Regions from separate parts of the Mus musculus genome. Here region 1 is linked to region 2. Evidence: chromatin contacts called from public Hi-C data. All regions are on one chromosome and are shown on one strand. The core of a region is the stretch at or near the end of the contact, and the rest is flanking DNA. Distances in the headings are between cores, read along the strand shown. Region 1 overlaps Lpp (LIM domain containing preferred translocation partner in lipoma). Region 2 overlaps Lpp (LIM domain containing preferred translocation partner in lipoma).

Region 1 (3,332 bases), core at 803-3,302, 370 kb before region 2:
ACACACTGAGGGCACTTCTTATCCCTGGCAGCCATGAGGTGAATAGCCCTTTTCTCTCGTGCCTTTCTTCAGTCATATACTGCCTCACCACGGGTCCAGAAACTCAGGACCAGCTCATTACAAACTAAACATTCTGAAAATCATGTGCCCAAACAGACCTTTTCTACTCAGGTATTTGTCATAGGGGAAGGAAGTCTCACTAAGACCACAGGTGACATCTTTGCCAAGAAACCACAGCTCACTGTGTATGCATCACACACCAACAGTTTAAGCTGACTTTCCCGGGCATCACCAGTGCTCTTGCACTAGAAACATAGATTCCACAGTATTCCAGCACAGGCTGCATTGGGAATTCTCCACGCTTCTGTATTTGTCCTAAACTTTTTATATGTAGTCTATCTTGTTGCAAAAAAAAAAAAAAAAAAAAAAAAAGAAAAAGTAAATTGGTTACTGTGAAACTATTCATATGTATAGGTTATTACAAGTCCAACAACACTATATAGGCTTACAAAATTACTCAAATATAGAAGTGGCATGATCCCTGGGAATAAGAAGGGGTAAGATCAAACAAATCTTTTAAAAATAGATAGTAAGTTCAGCTTTGAATACAGTTATATAGGTAAAATGAGGAGACTGTGTATGTATGTATGTGTGTATGGTGTGTGTGTGTGTGTGTGTGTGTGTGTGTGTGTACCCACTGGCCACCTCCACATACTGTGTACAGGACCTAAGTTAATCACATTAACTACAGAGTTCTTAGTAGCTACTGGTGATCAGGTCTGTGAAAGAGTTCAATTCCCTGGCTATAGACATGAGCCAACCTTAACCAAATGGCTCATTAGGCAAACCTCACAATTCTGTCCTTCAAGTGTGAAGCTCTGAGATGACATTTGAGAGGCTTTTCCATAGGCAACCTTTATCTCCTCTATCAAGAACCCCCTTGTTTCTTACATAGTATACTTCTACTCCTGCTTGCATGAGGCCTGCCCGGATCCCTGAGCCAAATGATCAATTCTGAGGAGGATAGAGCAGCTCTCCTCTGGGTGCTGCTCCTTCTGCCCTGTATCCTGGTTATACCCACACACCCTGCCTCCTCCCACAGGCCCAGCACTGACATGGACCTTTACCCAGCTCTCTCTGTCCTGCTTCTCCTTCAGCACTCAACACAGCTACTACTGGCATGTAGAGGGAAATGCCAGCAGAACCAAGCTGAAATGTGTATCCTGAAAGCTCACAGGAGAAACCCACTCAGGACAACCAAAATGAAGCTTTCCAAAGTAGAGAAGCAGGCTCTGCCCCTGTGTTGGTCTCCCTGACCATGAAGTAACTCTCCCATGGTAGACAGCTAGCACCTCATGATGGAAGGCTAGCACCCTATGGTGGTAGGCTAGCACCCTATGCTGGATGGCTAGCACCCCATGGTTTCCTTGATGGGGCTAGCACCCCATAGCGGAAAGCTGCCACCTCATGATGGGAGGCTATCACCTCATGATGGAAGGCTAGCACCCTATGATTAAAGACTACCCACTCTGTGTTCTAGTACTTTCAAAGCTAAGCAACAAGCATTCTGGAATGTTTTTTTTTTTTTCTCTTCCATAGAAGGGCAGTATCCACCTGCCTCCATAACTTCCAATTGTGCAGACATTATTTAAAAAACAAAAACAAAAACAAAAAACCCTTGTTTTTCATGTGCACTGAAAGGGGAGGAGTGGGGCTTGAGATGTGTAGCCTTCTTTCCCCCTTCAGTCACTCCGGTCTGCTGTGCAGGAGTGTGTGTTCAGACCCACACGCTTATGTCACTGGTTACAAGTCTCTAATTATGCTCCCCACCACTAGAAAGAAAGAAAAATGGCAGCGATATAAATTTACATTTGTCAGAACTGATTTCCCCTTTTAATTGAGGGGTGTAACATCTCAGGCTCTTCCAGCAACACAAACATGTGTGCTCTGCTTACAGCTATCTGTCTTTCTTGGATCAGCGGAGTCTCAGAGAGGAGAGAACAGTGACAGAAAAACACTCCGAGCTGGCTTCTTTTCACTTCCCTTAAATAGATGCAGGTTTTTTTTTTCATGTGTAATTACAAGCTAAAAATAGCAATAATGTGAAGTACAATTTATGCTGTGACTGCCCTTTAAAAATGAGCCTTTTCTTGTCCAATTCAAGTTGAAATTTCTGCTTCTGGGCTTTTTTTTTTTTTTTTTAGTTCATTCAACCTCGCGTCTTTTGGTGAGGTTTTTGCTTTCACTGCTACTTAGGAGAGTGGTCAGGAAATTCATTTTTAAAATATGAGTCTCAGGTCCCAACACTGCTTGTGGAAAGTACCTTCTGGACGTTGACAATCAACAGTGGGGAAAGAAACCCACAGCCCGTCTTGAGCCTCAGAGCGGAGCCCAAAGTGGTAAGCAATGTGCTTCAACCTTGGGAGCCTTACAAACCACTCACAGAGCATCTGCCCAGCAAGGGAGCCTGTACTACCTCTCACGGGCCGTACCTGAAGCTTCCCACATTGACCATAATAAACATGCACACTGGTAGGATGAGCTGGTTAGCCAGCTAACAAGCACATGAAGAAAAATGCAAAACTGCCATTTTCCTAAACCCTGCAGTTGTGATGGAAGAGAGGGGCTGTGAAATCAGAGACATGAAGACACGTCATATGCTTTTAGGATCCTTCTCAAAATGTGGCACAACTGAAGTCATCAGGAAACACATGGAGGCACATAAGGCCTTGGTTGGGGAGAAGGGTGAGGGAGGACATGGATATGTTGACTATAGCATTCGACTGCCTCTCACACTGGAACTGTGGGATGGAATTGGTCTCTGTATCTGTGTACCAGCAGCTCCTAACTGTACAGTGACAAACCTGGAGAGGTTGTCACAGTTAGGACAAGTTTTGGTGTAATAACTAAATTGAAGAGCTGGGAGTTGTGCAACGTGCCAATGGCCACACCTCTCATCTCCCTGAATCAACTCCTCCATATCTACAGCTTCACAGGGATGTCTTGATCAACTGTAGAGAAGCTCTGAATAGAGAGAGTATGGGAGGACAACAGGGACTTCCTACATCCATCCATGCGCCAGAGATCACTCTTGGAACATCTCCCTAAACCCCAGAGTACATAGCTCAGAAAGAAGCACAGCCAGTGGTGGGCAGCAAGAGCCCACGTCAAGAGGACCGGCAGGTCAGAGGGCAGAGGGGTTGCTTACTTGTGGAAGTCCTCAATGCAGTGAATGAGACCGCAAGCATCCACAGTAAATGGGATGCCGTCCAGGCTACGGTGGCACATCACGCAGGTGAAGCAGTGGGGGTGGTAGGCCTTCCCGGTGGCAC
Region 2 (3,181 bases), core at 161-2,660:
CCATGCCAGGATCTGAACACAGAGCACTGTGCTTGGTGGGCTGATCCCAGAACTATTGTTACCTTTTTAAATGTAAGGATGTGCTTAGATGTCTCAGGTATAGCCGTTCACCCTGTACTACAGAGCAGTATTTGGCTGGAGGTTGCTTGACCTTCATAGTTCAGAACCAGCTTCCAGCTCAGACAGGAGGCTGCAATGCAACTTTTACACTTAGGGAGCGAATGTCCTTGTCTGACTGTGCCACAGTTGAATGGGGGAGGGGATTCTATACGTGAATCTGCTTACATGAATTTTGAAGAAATCCTGACAAGATAACTATTTAAAAAAACAAGTAAAGTTAGGTCTGGAGATCACAAATCATCTATAATTTTCCTCTCAGCTCATCAGAGGAAGCACAACTCTCTTTTCTCCCTTTCCTTGACACCTGTTTCCTAATTCTCTGACCCTCCCCATTGTGGGAGGAAGTCTCAGATTAATCTCAGTGATTACCAAGGTATCAATCAAGACTTACTGTGTGCAAGTAAATAAGCACGTTAGGCAAACCTTTTCCACGCTGTGGAGGTAAGTCCCTAGCAGCGTAATTACAAAGCAGGTACGCTGCAGCATGTGACGGAAGCGTGGGCAGGCAGCACCGAAGAAGGAGGCGGGCTGAAAATTACACACAATTGCTAGGGAAGCAGCGAACTCAATCATGTTCTGAAGCATCAGGCTACCCAGAGCAGCAAGGGCAAAGCAGGGTCTGCCATGGGCTGAAAATGTCATGTATTCAACTGAACTTCTTTCTCTGGAGAGAGAGACAGCTTTGGAAGAATACTGGCTTCAAGCCCCTCTCCCTACATGGACAGCTGGCATTGCTCAGAGGGAGCAAGGAGAACAACTCCACAGAAATGCCAACCCTTTATATAGGCTCTCTCAAAGACACTGGAAATACTTGAAACAGCACTAGACGTAGACACAGCACACTCGGCAGCAATCGCTCCCTCCGTCACAGAGCGCTCTGACATTAGCCCTTGCACATCTTCCAGCTTCAATACATCTCCTTATCTGTAAACTAAAATTACTTTATTTCCAAAATTCTGTCCAATTCTCATGTCCCACAATTCCCCAAAACTATAGCTGAGTCAACTGAGGATTCCGGTAAGACCATGTTCTAGTTACTAGGAATTCCTAAGTACCCCCACCCCCACCACACCCCAGATGAGGAGGTAAGAGTAAGGAGAGGTAGAGAAAGAGTCCAGACAGACTCTTGACCTGCCTGGCACAAAGGTACTCCTACAGAAAGCAACAATGTAACAATGTGCTTGCTGCCCCTGGCAACACTGTGGCGAGGGGGGGGTGGGGGGACGACGACACACTAAAGGAACCGAGCAGTAACGAAAAAGGAGAAGCATCAGGTCTCAGTGGTCTCAGTGAGTAACTGTGAGTGAGTCACTGTCATCAGAGGGGGCACAGAATAGAGACAGGCCCCATAACACACAGTCCCTTCAAATTCACAGTATCACCGGAAAAAGGAGCTGTGGGGAAACAACACCAAGGAGAATGAGGTCCAGGGCTCCCGAGAAAGCTAGGATAGGGTGGACAAGCCTAGCTGCCCTTATGTTGTCTTAGTAGTCATAGGGAAAGAAAAGATAGTTGACAGCAGACAAGATAAGCTAGAGAGACATAAGAGGTCACTGAGAGTCCCTACACACATCAGGAACTAATGTGTTTCTTCTAATTGGAACGTAACATGAAGAAAACCTCTACAGATTTAGAGAAGGTGAAAGTGCTTACCCAACTTAGCAGAGCAGTTAGGAGGCAGGGAGCAAACCCAAATGCCCTACAAGCAAAGAAAACTCAGAGTGGTAGGTTTCACTAAGCTAGTCAGTAACATAATTGCTTGGTGGATGATAACCAGGCAGACTAGATAAAAGACAACTCTTGGGCCTGGGAGTAAACAGTCTTTCTCTCCCAACAACCTTGGGAAAGATCACAGGGAAAACAGAGCTCCCTGACATTTTGCACTAAATCACATCCAACAGCAATGGCTCCGCCTGATACAGAGAGCAAGAAAACAGCATCGCAGTTTCCCCAGTTCTAAAATAACAAATGGTTTTTACTTTGAATCGCTCCCATAGCATTTTATCCTCTATGATGGACGACATTGCTCGCCTATGCACTGCCCTATGCACACATAAAAATGTGGTCCCGGGGCGGCTTCTTCTAAGTCTCTGATGCAAACAACAGACTTGTATGTGTACATGTATGTGAATGTGTACAACTTGTATGTGTACATGTATGTGAATGTGTATAACTAGAAATAAGGGACAGAGAATAACCTGAGTTTGTCTGCATTCAGGAAATCTACTTCTGAAAGTGGAAACCTGAATATACCTAAGAGGCTGTGTGCCTAATTCACAAAGGTTTTGCCGTTCCAACGGGAAGAGAAAGTGATAATGAGAAAAGTAAACTATATAATCCCTAATAAAGCTCAGGTGTCTCCTCGGTGCTTATCTGGAATCTCTCCTCTTAAACATACCAATAAGTGTTCAGGTCTCCAGGCTAATTGCTGCTCATTCCTCCGTGTTCCCTGAGCAGCATGCTCAAACTTGTCTTAAAGGCACGCTGTAGTGATCTGTTTACAAGTCGGCTGGACCCATTACATAGGCCATGGAATTTTACTAGCATGTGAGGTGCGTTTTAATTGCTTTTAATTTTTTAATACTTTTGTTTGTATCCTAACAAAAATAAGCATGAGACAACAAAGCCCATCTTAGTAATAACTTGAAAGGGTAGAAATATCTTATTTTTTATTATGAGAATGTTATTTATTGATGGACAAACACCTCATGTTTGTCTGTACAACTGTGTTTAATGCAGATGTAGTCAACACCACAGTGCTCACCGAAGCCTATCAGTGTGCCCCTGATTCCCACCACTCTGCACAAACTATCTTAAGTGTTTGAAGTTTGGTCACTCAAGTTTACTAGAGTTTAATATCACTGAATTTCGATTTTAGGATAAACTCTGTGATTTTAAATTTGTTTTAACAATGAAATACAAATGTACGTATCTATGTTAACTTTCTTAAATGCACAAGTAACAGGAAACGAAAGAGATGGTAAGGGCCATGGAAACTTTCAATCAAACTGAGGAGAGAATTTTAGGGAACAAGAAGAGTTAACCCTGTACATATAGCTAT

What was found. Hi-C and Micro-C count contacts between places; a contact is called where the count stands out from the background.
Region 1: a contact with region 2 is called in a Hi-C map of bone marrow-derived macrophages, with 19 read pairs. The contact joins two enhancer-like sites.

What each region holds. Positions count from the first base shown.
Region 1 is chr16:24,971,886-24,975,217 of GRCm38.p6, reverse strand. It overlaps Lpp (LIM domain containing preferred translocation partner in lipoma), which reads right to left. Exons shown (of 13, transcript NM_178665.5): 11 at 3,209-3,332. Among named protein-coding and RNA genes, the nearest start is that of Gm52245, 32 kb to the right of the region's middle. Within about 2 kb of position 2,052, at least 51 of the 459 cell types and tissues checked have an H3K27ac peak or open chromatin away from gene starts, as enhancers often do. A contact at or near this core is called in bone marrow-derived macrophages, where this site is marked.
Region 2 is chr16:24,598,175-24,601,355 of GRCm38.p6, reverse strand. All of the region lies in intron 4 of Lpp (LIM domain containing preferred translocation partner in lipoma), which reads right to left. Among named protein-coding and RNA genes, the nearest start is that of Gm24440, 190 kb to the right of the region's middle. Within about 2 kb of position 1,410, at least 56 of the 459 cell types and tissues checked have an H3K27ac peak or open chromatin away from gene starts, as enhancers often do. A contact at or near this core is called in bone marrow-derived macrophages, where this site is marked.